2 separate regions of the Mus musculus genome follow, and region 1 is linked to region 2. The links are chromatin contacts, called in public Hi-C maps. All regions are on one chromosome and are shown on one strand. The core of a region is the stretch at or near the end of the contact, and the rest is flanking DNA. Distances in the headings are between cores, read along the strand shown. Region 1 overlaps Popdc2 (popeye domain containing 2). Region 2 overlaps Gpr156 (G protein-coupled receptor 156).

What was found. Hi-C and Micro-C count contacts between places; a contact is called where the count stands out from the background.
Region 1: a Hi-C map of muscle stem cells shows a contact between it and region 2, with 3 times the contacts expected there. The contact joins two enhancer-like sites. A contact is called at or near these places in 2 of 39 promoter capture datasets (the C10 cell line and embryonic stem cells) and 1 of 484 Hi-C or Micro-C datasets (muscle stem cells).

Annotation. Positions count from the first base shown.
Region 1 is chr16:38,365,675-38,372,138 of GRCm38.p6, forward strand. It overlaps Popdc2 (popeye domain containing 2), which reads left to right. Exons shown (of 4, transcript NM_001081984.2): 2 at 3,810-3,918. Among named protein-coding and RNA genes, the nearest start is that of Popdc2, 6.7 kb to the left of the region's middle. Within about 2 kb of position 2,862, at least 56 of the 459 cell types and tissues checked have an H3K27ac peak or open chromatin away from gene starts, as enhancers often do. A contact at or near this core is called in muscle stem cells, where this site is marked.
Region 2 is chr16:37,940,898-37,947,590 of GRCm38.p6, forward strand. It overlaps Gpr156 (G protein-coupled receptor 156), which reads left to right. Exons shown (of 10, transcript NM_153394.2): 2 at 6,471-6,693. Among named protein-coding and RNA genes, the nearest start is that of Gpr156, 28 kb to the left of the region's middle. Within about 2 kb of position 4,739, at least 21 of the 459 cell types and tissues checked have an H3K27ac peak or open chromatin away from gene starts, as enhancers often do. A contact at or near this core is called in muscle stem cells, where this site is marked.

The sequences.
Region 1 (6,464 bases), core at 1,612-4,111, 420 kb after region 2:
AATCTACGTCTAGATGTTACACCACATCCAAAAACCATTCACTTTATGCCGGCAAACAGCTGGGGTGTTAGGTACCATACCAGACCCTCACAGAATGCAGGTCCCTTCTCTGCAGGGACAAAGCACCAGGGTGGACGCTGGCCATAGGCTAGAGATCCAGCAAACAACATTAGTGGGGTTGCTTACCCCGCTTCAGATGTACAGCAAACCTGTGTTTGTAGGAAAGGCCAGAGCAGTTGCTTAACGGGTTGGTAGTATGGAATAATCATATAATTTTTTTAAAATTAGTTAGAATTCCTACTCACAGCTGCAGAAAACCAACTCTATCTAGCTGATGTGAGGTGTCCTTTAGAAAAAGAAAAGGATTTCTCTTCAAACTTAAGAAAAGGCATGCACTTAGGCCTCAGGCTGGAATAAGATAAGATCGTGTCTATTGGCTGTTCTGTATGATTTAGATTCTCCTGTGGCCAGTTGGGGCACATCCTTTTGCAATGTCGGGATCCTATTATTTGAGAGACAAGGTTTTAGGTTTTGAATACAGGAGTGTGTTAGTTTAACCAGTGTGTGATAGTTGTCTCTGCCCAAGGCACAAGGCACAGTGACTTAACCAGTTCTAAAGTCTCCAAGTTATATTAGAAAAGGCATCAGGCTAGATGTGCATGCCGGGACCATCAGTGAGGGAGGTGTTTAGGATCTTGTGTCCTTGTGCTTGGTGAAGGCAGAGAAGGTGTGATGTGGGAAGTGTCCACAACCACCTACCCAAACCTCCTGTAACATGACAGCACGGTGAGAGAACACGGACTCTGTTCTGCTGCCTGGTAGTCATGTGACCTTAAGCTCACTGTCTTAGTCAGGGTTTCTATTCCTGCACAAACATCATGACCAAGAAGCAAGTTGGGGAGGAAAGGGTTTATTCAGCTTACATTTCCACATTGCCGTTCATCATTTAAGGAAGTCAGGACTGGAACTCAAGCAGGTCAGAAAGCAGGAGCTGATGCAGAGGCCATGGAGGGATGTTCCTTGCTGGCTTGCTTCCCCTGGCTTGCTCAGCCTGCTCTCTTATAGAACCAAGATTACCAGCCCAGAGATGGTCCCACCCACAAGGGGCCTTTCCCCCTTGATCACTAATTGAGAAAATGCCTTACAGTTGGATTTCATGGAGGCATTTCCTCAACTGAAGCTCCTTTCTCTGTGATAACTCCAGCTGTGTCAACTTGACACAAAACTAGCCAGTACAATTGACCCCTTGTCAACTTGACACACAAACACATCATTAGTAAGCCTCAACCCTTACATTCTTATTCATCCCCAAGGTCTAAATAACTTTAAACGTCCCACAGTCTTTACATATTCTTAAAATTTCAATCTCTTTAAAATATCCATCTCTTTTAAAATCCAAAGTCTTTTTACAATTAAGTCTCTTAACTGTGGGCTCCACTAAAATGGTTTCTTCCTTCAAGAGGAAAAATATCAGGGCACAGTCACAATCAAAAACAAAAATCAATCTCCAACCATCCAATGTCTGGGATCCAACTCACGATCTTCTGGGCTCCTCCAAGGGCTTGGGTCACTTCTCCAGCCATGCCCTTTGTAGCACACGCGTCGTCCTCTAGGCTCCAGATGCCTGTACTCCACTGCTGCTGCTGCTCTTGGTGGTCATCTCATGGTACTGGCATCTCCAAAACACTGCATGACCCCTTCAGTCCTGGGCCGTCAATTGCAACTGAGGCTGCACCTTCACCAATGGCCTTCCATGGCCTCTCACAGTGCCGAGCCTCAGTTGCTCTGTGTAACCCCTTCATGCCTTCAAAAGCAGTACCACCTGGGTGACCCTTACATATTACCAAGTCCCGCTGCAGCAGGAGTACAACCTTGGCTATCTCTGGAACACAGCCCCTTTGTGCTTTCAGAAAACACTTCCCAGAAGATGCCACCTCAATGATGCTGGTCTCTTCTGAATCACCGCTAATTTCTTAGCTCCAGCTAACCAGCATCAATAATCCCAGTAATGCAAAGGTTTTGCTTTGGTAGTTCTGGTATCTTGTTAATCACAGCTGATTCTTCAGCCCCAGCTAACCAGAACTATAGAATCTTCACAATCAAAACAGCAATGGCCCTGAAAAGAGTCTTTAATTTTCCCTCTGAAATTTCACAAGCTAGACCTCCATCTTCTGCACTGTTCTCAACATTACCTTCCAAGCTTCTACACAACATCTAACATAGCTCTTAACAATGAATGGATCTTCAAGCCCAAAGTTCCAAAGTCCTTCCACAGTCCTCCCCAAAACATGGTCAGGTTGTCACAGGAATACCCCACTACGCTGGTACCAATTTGTCTTAGACAGGGTTTCTATTCCTGCACAAACATCATGACCAAGAAGTAAGTTGGGGAGGAAAGGGTTTATTCAGCTTACATTTCCACATTGCTGTTCATCACTAAAGGAAGTCAGGACTGGAACTCAAGCAGGTCAGGGAGCAGGAGCTGATGCAGAGGCCATGGAGGGATGTTCCTTGCTGGCTTGCTTCCCCTGGCTTGCTCAGCCTGCTCTCTTATAGAACCAAGATTATCAGCCCAGAGATGGTCCCACCCACAAGGGGCCTTTCCCCCTTGATCACTAATTGAGAAAATGCCTTACACTTGGATCTCATGGAGGCATTTTCTCAACTGAAGCTCCTTTCTCTGTGATAACTCCAGCTGTGTCAAGTTGACACAAAATTAGCCAGTACACTCCCCACGCACTTTTCCTGACCATCTGTTTCCTTGGCAGTAAAACTCAGAAAGAAAACCAGTCATGTCCATCACCACGATGACTCAGTGGGCAGGCACACTGGGAGCATCCGTCTGCCTTCCTCACATGCTATCTTGCAAACATGAGCTGTCCTGCCCGCTGCTCCTCATGCAGCCCGCCTGGAAGGGGAAAGGCAGAGCAGCACCTCCCATGGCAACAGAGACATTCTACATCCACGCTGTGCCATACCGCAGCCCCAGACCACACGTGCTTTGGGGTGCAATTAGTGTGACGGAGTAACTGGACCGACTGTTAACTATTTACTTTTAATGAATGTAACTCTCAATTGAAATAGCCACATGTGGTTAGTGCACAGCAGAGCCCCTGACGGTGGTTTTTCATCCTGGATACATAACGGGATTACTGGGGAGATTTTTAAATTAATAATGTCCATAACTCACCTACAGAGATGTTTTTTAATTGCTTTGAGAAAAGCTCATGCGTAAGGGTTTTTCAGGAGATTTTGTCTCCTTCTTCCTTCCTTCCTTCCTTCCTTCCTTCCTTTTCCTCTTTTTATCCCTTCCTTTTCTACTCCTCCTTCTTTGGGGTGTGTATTGGGTCTGTGGGGTGTTGGGGGATGGTAGTGGTGATACGGGATCTCACTCTAGTCCTTTCTGCTTTGGCACTTATGATGTAAGCCAGGCTGGCTTCACACTCATAGCAGTCCTCCTGCCACAGCCTCCCACCTGTTGAGTGGCCACCCATGAGCTCATACACACATGATCTGATGCTACGCTAGACTCATGTACACATAGACCACGCTGCTAGGCCCCCCAAGTGTTCTTACTACCCACTCCCCATCCCCAAGACTCTGGTCCTGCACTGTGGAATAGAAAAACACGTACAGGACGAGGACCGTGTGAGCTTCATCTCCATCTTTAATTGGGCCATACCTGCTCTGGCTCCCCACAGTCTAGCTGAGTACTTCTGCGGGAGGGTTTCAGCTACTCAGAAAATAGGCAGTTTCTGCAGAGAGCGGCCACTGCCCTTCCCCATTCAGTCTCCTCTCTCCTTTGTCAGGGTTCGAGTGAGCCAAGACGGGCAGTTTCTGCACTACATCTTTCCGTATCAGTTCATGGACTCTCCTGAATGGGAATCACTGCATCCTTCTGAAGAGGGGACCTTCCAGGTAATAAGGAGCCCCGAGGCAGCACAGTCACCTGCCACTGTAAGCCCACAACATTGTTACCTCTCCCATCACCTCTCTCCCACCTGCCCTTTGACCGCCACCAAAAGTGATTCTAGGAGGGGGCGGGATCGTGGCCTCTGCCTTCTCTTCAAGAAGAGTGCTTGGGCTCCTGGGTCTGGGGAACAGGGAAGGGTAGTTCTGGTCCCTGACAGACAGATCAGTCATTGGCCTACAACTCTTCCAAAAGACTGATGCCCACAGGATAAAAAAAGCTCATGCTACTTAGGGTAACTGAAACTCTTAGCAGCTCCAGCCCTCCTGGTACACGCTGCTCATAACATGACCCTTCTATTGCCCTGTACCTGAAATGCATTCTAAACAAACCATCATGCTCCCCAGAACTCTTCTAGGAGGGCTACCAGGTTCACCTCTGACCTCTATGCCCCACAGCTTCCTGCAGCCGCCTGTCTGTCTGTTTCCTTTGCTTTGTACTGCCTGTGTGCACACCGTTCACTATTCTAGTGGTGTGGAGGCATCGGCATCTCTCTGTCTCTGTGTCTGTCTCTATCTCCACACTCCAAAAGACAGTCCCAAGTACAGTTTTTGCTGAACTGGTTGCCCATGAGCAGGTGGTGTCTCAGAAGACTCTGTGGGTCACTCACAGCCATGAGCTGCGGGGGAGCCTGCCACTCATCCCCTGCTGTCCCCTCTGCAGCCCTTCACACTTGTGGGTGTGGGTTGCTGATGGCTAGCATGTGGCACACACTGCCTTTTTATTGCCTCTCTGAATCATACATACAATGTACTAGATTGGATATTACTGTTCCTCTGTTTGACAGATAGGGCAACTAAGGCCCCAGAACATCATGTACTCAGCTAGGGAATAGAAGGGCCAAGCAAGAGCCTGGACCCTCAGAAGCATGGTCCGCTCAACCCTCTCAGGGACTCTGCCAGTCAGTTTGCTGTTCTGGGGACTATGTATCTTCTGTGATGTCTACCAGAGAGTCCTCTAGCCAGCATATGAGCTATCCCCGGAACAGATGCATGCCAGGCAATGCCACTGTCTGGGCCTGCTTCCGCCCTAATCCTAGCTCTGTGGCGATATTGTCAGAGAAGCAGTCTTGCTGCCCCTGACCAGCTCCAGTCACAGAACCTTTGTCCCATCTCCACCCTCTTTGCTTTGCCCAGAGGCATTCTCTGGGGACTCCCTCAGGCCAGGAGAATGACAGAAGAGCCCTGAGTGGCTGGAACCAGCCAGAACATGCTGTGGCATTGACAGGGAGGAGCAGGTGGGTTATGCTCTAAAGGAAGGGCTGTTACCCTAGATGGCCTCTCTGCCTGGAATGTAAGCATGCTCGTATTCCACCATTTATATCTTGAGTGTTTGTCTCATTTAGAAGCAATGAGTTCCACACCCTTGCTGTTGGCTGTGTAAAGTCCCATTTCCTCTTTGCAGATATCAAATGTTGTGTTATAGTTCATCTTGACCTTGCCTCTGATGTAGCTTTGTTGATTGGAAGAACAATTCTAGTTCCTGCCTAAATCGTAACTCACAGCTCATTTCACACAGATCACCGCATCCCATCACACCCCTCAAGCACGCAGTCCACCAGATCTTCTGGCTGCTGGCCCTGTGACGCTCTCTTATTCATCAAGAGCAGGGCACAGGCCAGGCGCAGCCCACAGAATTCATCCTTAGCCTCCAGTTTGCAACCTGTTTTACCTGACTCATGTTCTACCTAGGTATGCTCTCACAAAGAAAAAACTTGGCACTTTAGCAAAACTTTACTAGAGACAGTCCTGTATGCACGAGGGAGCCAACCGAAACCTAGGTTTCTGCCGGGCAGTGGTGGCGCATGCCCGTTATCCCTGCACTTGGGAGGCAGAGGCAGGTGGATTTCTGAGTTCCAGTCCAGCCTGGTCTACAGAGTGAGTTCCAGGACAGCCAGGGCTGCACAGAGAAACCCTATCTCGAAAAACAAAAAACAAACAAACAAAAAAGTAGGTTTCTGGGGGTTAGGGGCATGGTACAGTGGGTAACTGTTTGCTGTGTAAGCATGCAAAACTGAGTTAAGATTCCCCAGCACCCACAAAAAAAGCAGAACATGGTGATGTGTTCTTGTAACTCCAGCACTAAAAAGGGGGAGCAAATATTAAAGGGGGTAGCTAACCATAAAAGTAAGACAAAAAAAACCAAAACCCGTTATTTTATCCTTTAAAAACAACGGAAGAAGCGGTAACGGCCTACACAGGGGAACGCCCATGCTCGCTGTGCTTGGCCTTCTGAACGTGGACTGCATTTAGGTCAGGTCTTCCTTAGGCTCATCTGCTCTCTGCCTGATAGAGAGTTTTTTGTCTGGGACTTGCCGATAAGGACATTTAGGGCACAGGCTATGACAGAGTGTGAAAGCCACTCGCTCAGCCGTTGGTGATGGACAGACTGTGAGTATTCTCTTCAGAATTTTCTCAGGAGGCGATATGCCCAGACATGGTAGTAACGGATGTCTCACAGCTGGTACAGGGGCAAACCTGAAACCAGCACCCAG
Region 2 (6,693 bases), core at 3,489-5,988:
TTGTCATGGAGATTTGTGTGAACATCCACACCCTCATTTCCTAGCTCCATCATAACTCAAGTTTGTTTGTTATGCTTTAGTGTGTGGTGCTGAGAATCAAACCCAGAACATACTAGACATTACTTTCTTTACCTCTGAACTGTGTTCCCAGGCCTGTCATGATTCTATTGTATTGTTAGTAAGGCAGGATCGTACGTACTCAACTGGAAGTGAGAATAAGATCCAAGGTGACTGTTTTGAGAAATAAAAATATATGTGGTTTGAATGTAAAGGACAATTCAACACTTGCATATTTTCTAACATGTGTGCTTGTAGGCATATCTTTACAAATAACCCTTTTCCGTTATTGTGATATTTTTTCCCCGGGGAGACTATTTCTGTTCACCCCAGAAAGGGAAGGCAATGACTGATCAATGTAATACTTTGTCTAAGTTCAGTGTGGGAACCAGTGAGTCTATCAGTTCTTACAGAGCATGAGGAAAGGGTCACCGTCAGGAGCATGGAGACTTGGGCAGCAGAAGCAAAACCCACCCCAGCATGGGGGCACCTCCTGAAAGCTGCATCCTGCAGGTCTCAAATGATTGCTGCTTACACAACCTTAGGGGCAGGCCTTCTGAGTCTTTTAAGTTTCTTGAGCCTCTTGATTCTAAGTTTCTTGAGAGTTTCATGAGCCTATGTGTCTCCCTCTCCCTTCATGTTCTAATCAGGAAAAAATAGTCACACAATTAAATTTATCTTGCTTAAGTCTTTGGGCTCCGCATTTAGGGCTGGTACCATTTTACTTTGGAACAAAGACTTTCCTCTGCTCTGGCATTTCTAGTTTTTCAAGAAAAGGTTTCTTTGTAGCCTTCTCTGTCCTCACTCTCTCTTTAGACCAGGCTGGCCTTGAACTCACAGAGAGCCACCTGCCTCTGCTTCCTGAGTGCTGGGATTAAAAGCATGAGCCACCACTGCCTAGCTTGGCATTTTTTAAAAATATGTTTTTCTTAATTGTTGAGAATTTCATATATGCATTCAAAGCATTTTGGTCACATTCACATTTATTCCTTCCTCCACCTCCTACCAGATCCACCCTGACTTCCAACTTTATGTCCTCTGTGTATGTACACACAGGTGTATACACATGCACACACACACAGATAGATAGATAGATAGATAGATAGATAGATAGATAGATAGAAATGGATAGATGGATAGATAGATAAATAGATAATAGATGGATAGATGAATGATGGATGGATAGGTAGATGATAGAACAATAGATCAATAGACAAATAGGTAGATGATGTATGGATAGATAGACAGGTCAATAGATAGATAGATAGACAGACAGTCAGATAGATAGATAGACAGATCTATCCCAGTGAATCAAATTTCTGCTGCTCATATATATAAATGATATACATGGACATTGGGCCATCTACCAGAGGTCACATCTTTAAAAAAAAACAACTAGCTCTCCCTCATCCAAAAACCATCCACTGCTTATAGTACCTAGTTCTCATATTTTCTGGGCTATTTCTTTCAAACTGTTTCCCACTGTCTCCCCTTGGAACAACAGTCACTCGTGTGTTGGAGCACAGGCTATCCTTCCACACATCGAGATGCTCATTTTCCTCTATGCTTCACCGTGCACATTTTCTCTTGCTAAGTCCTTAAGTCAACCAGCATTTCCTTCCAAAGTATTTAATCTTGGGTATTTTATCTCAGATATTCTATTTTTCTCTGAGGGGGTTCTGTTCAGCTCTTCTTTGTATCTTTGTTTCCTGAGCCTTCTCAGGTTTTGCTTTGTGACAAAGAGCCTGTGTACAACAGTTGTTTTAAGGCCTGTGGGGCCACCTGTATCATTTCTGTTTTCTGTTTCCATCGAACTATATTTTAAAGTTTTATCTTTGTGAGCCATATTTATTATTTTGATATCTGCAAGTCATATTTATTTCTTAACATTAAAGGCTTGGCATGCTTATTGGAGGCTGCATGTGTTTATGTGTGTATTTGTATGTATATGTTCATGTGTAGGTGCAGGTGGTGTGCATATGTATAAATGTGCACGCATGCATATGGAGAGGCCAGAGGTTGAGTAGCTTGTCTCCTTCACCTGTCTTCCCACTACTCTGGCTGGATCTTCCTGTCCACCTCCCCCATGCTGGGATTGTAAGAGTTCATTGCTAGGGCTGGAGAGAGTGATCAGCTGCTAAAAGCATTCATTAGCTGCTCTTCCAGAGGACCCGGATTTAATTCCCAGCAGCCACGTGACAGCCCACAAGTGCATCCAACTCTGTCACACAGACATACATGTAGACCAAACAGGAAAAATGCACATAAAATAATTACATAAATAAATAAGTGTACATTGCCATGTTTGGCTTTAAAACAAACTAACAAACATGGGTGCTGGAAATTGAACTCATGTCCTACGGGTGTGCAGCAAGCATTTTGCCAGCTGAGCCATGTCTCCAGCTCCTGTATGGTAGCATTACTAATTTGATGTGGTTAACTGTTAGCTCCTGCTGTGTTGCAGAAGAGGAATTGGGTTGTGTTGTTGAAAGAGTTGAATTCATTGTGAATCGCTCCCACTCTTCATAGGTTTTGTGGGGTTTGAAGCATTGTGAGGACCAGCCAGAGGACGCTTTCCACTTGGGTTCATTTAGTTCAACTATTGCAGTGTGACTTTCCTGAAGATGCTTTTCAGTGTTCTGCATCGTATGAGTCTCTACTTCCTGCTGCTGGAATTCTGTGTACTTTCAGCTCTAGGGAACTGCCCGGCTGCTGCCTGACACTGGTTACTTCTTCAGCTTTAAGGAGAGAGTTCTTGCATTCATACAAAGATCTGAGCTTAGAAAAGACTGGGGCTTCCTGCAGATTCCCCAAACTTTCTCTTCTCCGTTACACTGTCTTACAAATTACAGCCAACCCAGCACTGCAAAACAACCTCCCCCCCCCCCCTCTCTCTCACACACACACACACACACACTTCAGCAAGACATCTAGTTTCTGTTTGGTTTGGTTCTCTCTCTTTGCGCCCCAGCCCAGAATCTGCCTTCAGGCAGAATGTCTCTTAGGAGCTAAAGTCCTATGATCTGTTGCCCAATGTCTGAAAAAAAATTGCTTCATATGTTTTGTCTGGTTTTTAAGTTGTTTACAGGAGTAAAGCAATTCTCACAGTGGGGAATTCTTCCTGGGCAGTAGCAGACTTCTATGAATTGCAAAATAACTTGCTAATAGATGGTGGCTAGAAACAAATAGGATTATTTATAATAAAAGTTAAATAAATAGGTTGATAAATTATAAGACTATTGAAAGCCCCCATAAAACACCATCTTGGAAAAGAAATCTGTGGCCTATTGTAAGTGCGTGGTGTTGGGTCTGCTACTGTGTGTAACATGAAACATAGCATCCCCAGAGGGTTTTCAGTGTGGGGGTGTGGGGGTGGGTTTGCTTTACAAAGGGCTTGGCGGACTTTACTCTTTGAGCCTTGGTTCTAACTCTGTCTGATGATCTGATTCCTCTCCATTGCCCTCTCTGACTGCCCCCGCCCTGACCCAGTCAGTCAACACCGAGGTCTTCAGCAGTTCTCAATGGCTGAGCCCTTCTCCCTTTCAGAACTTAGCTTAGGAGTGTGTCAACATGGAGAGATGCACTTGTGATTGTTCATTTGTGAATTTCTGTGGCTAAGTGCTATCTTTGGGACTGTATGCCTGTCCCATATGGAAATCTAATATCATAATATATAGGGTTCGCGCGCTGGATATTCATGGACCAAAGGGTTTCTCAAGACTTGGTTCCCAAAGCAGTGTTTCTCAGGGTCAACTTTGAGTAAGTGATGTATCCTGTGTCTTTACCAGGGTGTGACCAGACTTTTGGCTAATTTATTGGTTTCTTCTTCCTAGCACCCTTCTCCAACCTTCCAACCCTCCAACCCTAGGTAGGAGAGCAAGAAGGTTAGAGGGGAAAGAAGGTGTTGATCTTGTTAGACTGCTTCCTGTTGATTAAGGAAGTCCTTGGGGCAAGTGTGATCTTCATCACCAGGATACCTCCAACCAGCAATCAGCTATAGCAGAAGAAGGAAGGGCAGCAGCATTTGTATACCCTCTGAAGCGTCCCCAGAATGCCAAATGTAAACTATTTTCAGCTGGCAAAATAACATCCCTGCCCGAGCATGAGACAAATCATAGTCAGCTGCTGTGGACAGTCTAAAGCAACCCCACACCTGGGATTAAAACAAAAACATAGTCCCTTAACATTTCTGTGCTTTTAAAGGGACCAAAATTCTCATGACGCCAGGGAGTCTCAATTTGGCACATACTGGGCACAGTTGGCAGTGACTGGCAGTTGTTGAAACTGTTAGGAGAGGGCCAGGCATGCTGCCAAACATCCTCTCTTCAAAAGATGGTCCAGACAACAAAGCATTATCAAGCCAAAAATAGGTCTTTGGTTTACCACTAAGATGGAGAAGACAATGTAAAAACACACGTCCTTCCAGACTACCATAGTGTAGTTTGCTCTGTGACTCCTCACATTGCTCATTGCTAGAATACTCAGTAGGAAAGTAGGGTGTGGCTAGAAAAAAAGAGAGAAAGACCCTTTCTGTTGGAATTCCAACAAAATTAGGATACGAATAGCCATGCCTTGTTTGCTTCGTAATTTAATATTCAGTCATCTGTCCAGACAGCACAAGAATTCAAATGCTGGATGGGAGACAGCGGACTCTAATTTTCTCGTGATTGCTCTGTCATGAAGCTGGTAAATAATTCAAGAATATGGTAGAGTCCAGTGACAGGGCAACACCTGGTGCTGTATTGTTTATGTCTAAGTACAGACTCCAAAGACGGCACTCAGCACCTGTCACAATTGTTCTGCTTTAACCATGGGTCTAGTGTTCAGTGACTATTGATTAGTAGCATCTAATATTTGTCCAAGTTTCACACACACACACACACACACACACTCACACACACTCACACACACACACTCACACACACACTCACACACACACACTCACACACACACACTCACACACACTCTCACACACACATACACACTCACACACACTCACACACACAGATGCTATACTAGGTGCTTTCAAAAACACAAAGCAGAAATGGCAACCTCTTACATTCCTGTGACTAACCCCAAATCTATCTTTTCTATTAAAAGATGGGTTTGTTTTCAAATGTAGGGATAAGACTCAGGCATGTCCAGTCTGTGACCCGTGGACCACATGCCCCATCCACTTCTCTCTCCTCCCCTCCCTCTCTTCTGCACATCTTGCTTTGTAGCCAGGCTGGCCAACTCCTACACGCCCACCTCGGCCTTCCAAGCACTGAGACTGCAGGTGTCTGTCTTGGCTTCTCTTCTGATCACAGTATTCATATTATGAATATTTTCTGAGCGTAATAATCTCTCCTCAGTGGGTCACTCAGCCCCTCTCCCTAGAACCCAACTAACCCATGGCAGCTCCGTGATTCTGACAATTTAAAAGCCAGTACACAGAGGGGATAGGAACTCCACTGGAAGACCAATAGAGTCAACTAACCTGGACCCCCAGGGCTCTCAGAGACTGAACTACCAACCAAAAAACATGCATGGGCTGGACTTAGGCCTCCCCACACAAATGTTGTCTATGTGCAGCTTGTTCTTCATGTGGGTCCTGAACAACTGGAACAGGGGCTATCCCAAAGCTCTGGCCTATATGTGGGATACGTTCTTCTGGCTGGGCTGCCATGTCTGGCCTCAATGGGACAGAAAGCACCTAGTCTCAAAGAGACTTGAAGTTTCCGGGTGGGGAAGATATCCAGGGGAGGGGACCACCTGCTCAGAGAAGAGGGGAGGGGGTGGGGGAAGGATTGTGGGAGAGGGTGACCGGGAGTGAGCAGGATGTAAAGTGAATAAGTAAAAATAAATGTTTAATTAAATTTAAAAACTAAATAAATATGGGGGCTGAAGAGATGGCTCACAGGTTAAGAGCACTGACTGCTCTTCCGAAGGTCCTGAGTTCAAATCCTAGCTCACAACCATCTGTAATGAGATCTGATGCCCTCTTCTCGGCTACCTGAAGACAGTTACAGTGTACTTACATATAATAAATAAATAAATCTTTTTTTAAAAAACTAAATAAATAGATAAAAACCAGTACACGTTTTGGGCAACTCAGCTGTCTGGACATGGAAGGCTCTTCCTCATCCTGAGAGACAAGAGACAATATGGGCCCTTGATCCCAGAATCACCTAGGATCAAACAGAGGTTAAGCAAGGAACTGTGTGGAAAGATCTTAGGACATGAATTTGGGGGAGGGAAAAGGGGATGATGTGCCTTATGAATCAAAAGTAACATTTATACTTTAAAATGTTGCGATATTTATAAGCATATACCTACACACGATAGAATGTAACCATGTATAGCTGAGATACTAAAACCATTTTAAACCTGCGTGTGCATGTTTGTTAACCAGTCTGATTGCTTCCCTCCAGGGCCCAGTGTGGGAGCACGTGGAGTGCTGACTGCCCTCTGGTGGTGAGCCAGAATCAATTCGTTCTATGACCTGAGATGCCCACTCTTGACCATGTGCTACCCACTGGGAGCCAGGAACCAGCTGAAGAACATTTGCTCTTCAAATATGCATGATGAAGGAGACTAATGAAACAACCTTTCACTTCTACTTGGAGCCATTTGTTTTTTAATCCTGGATTTGGA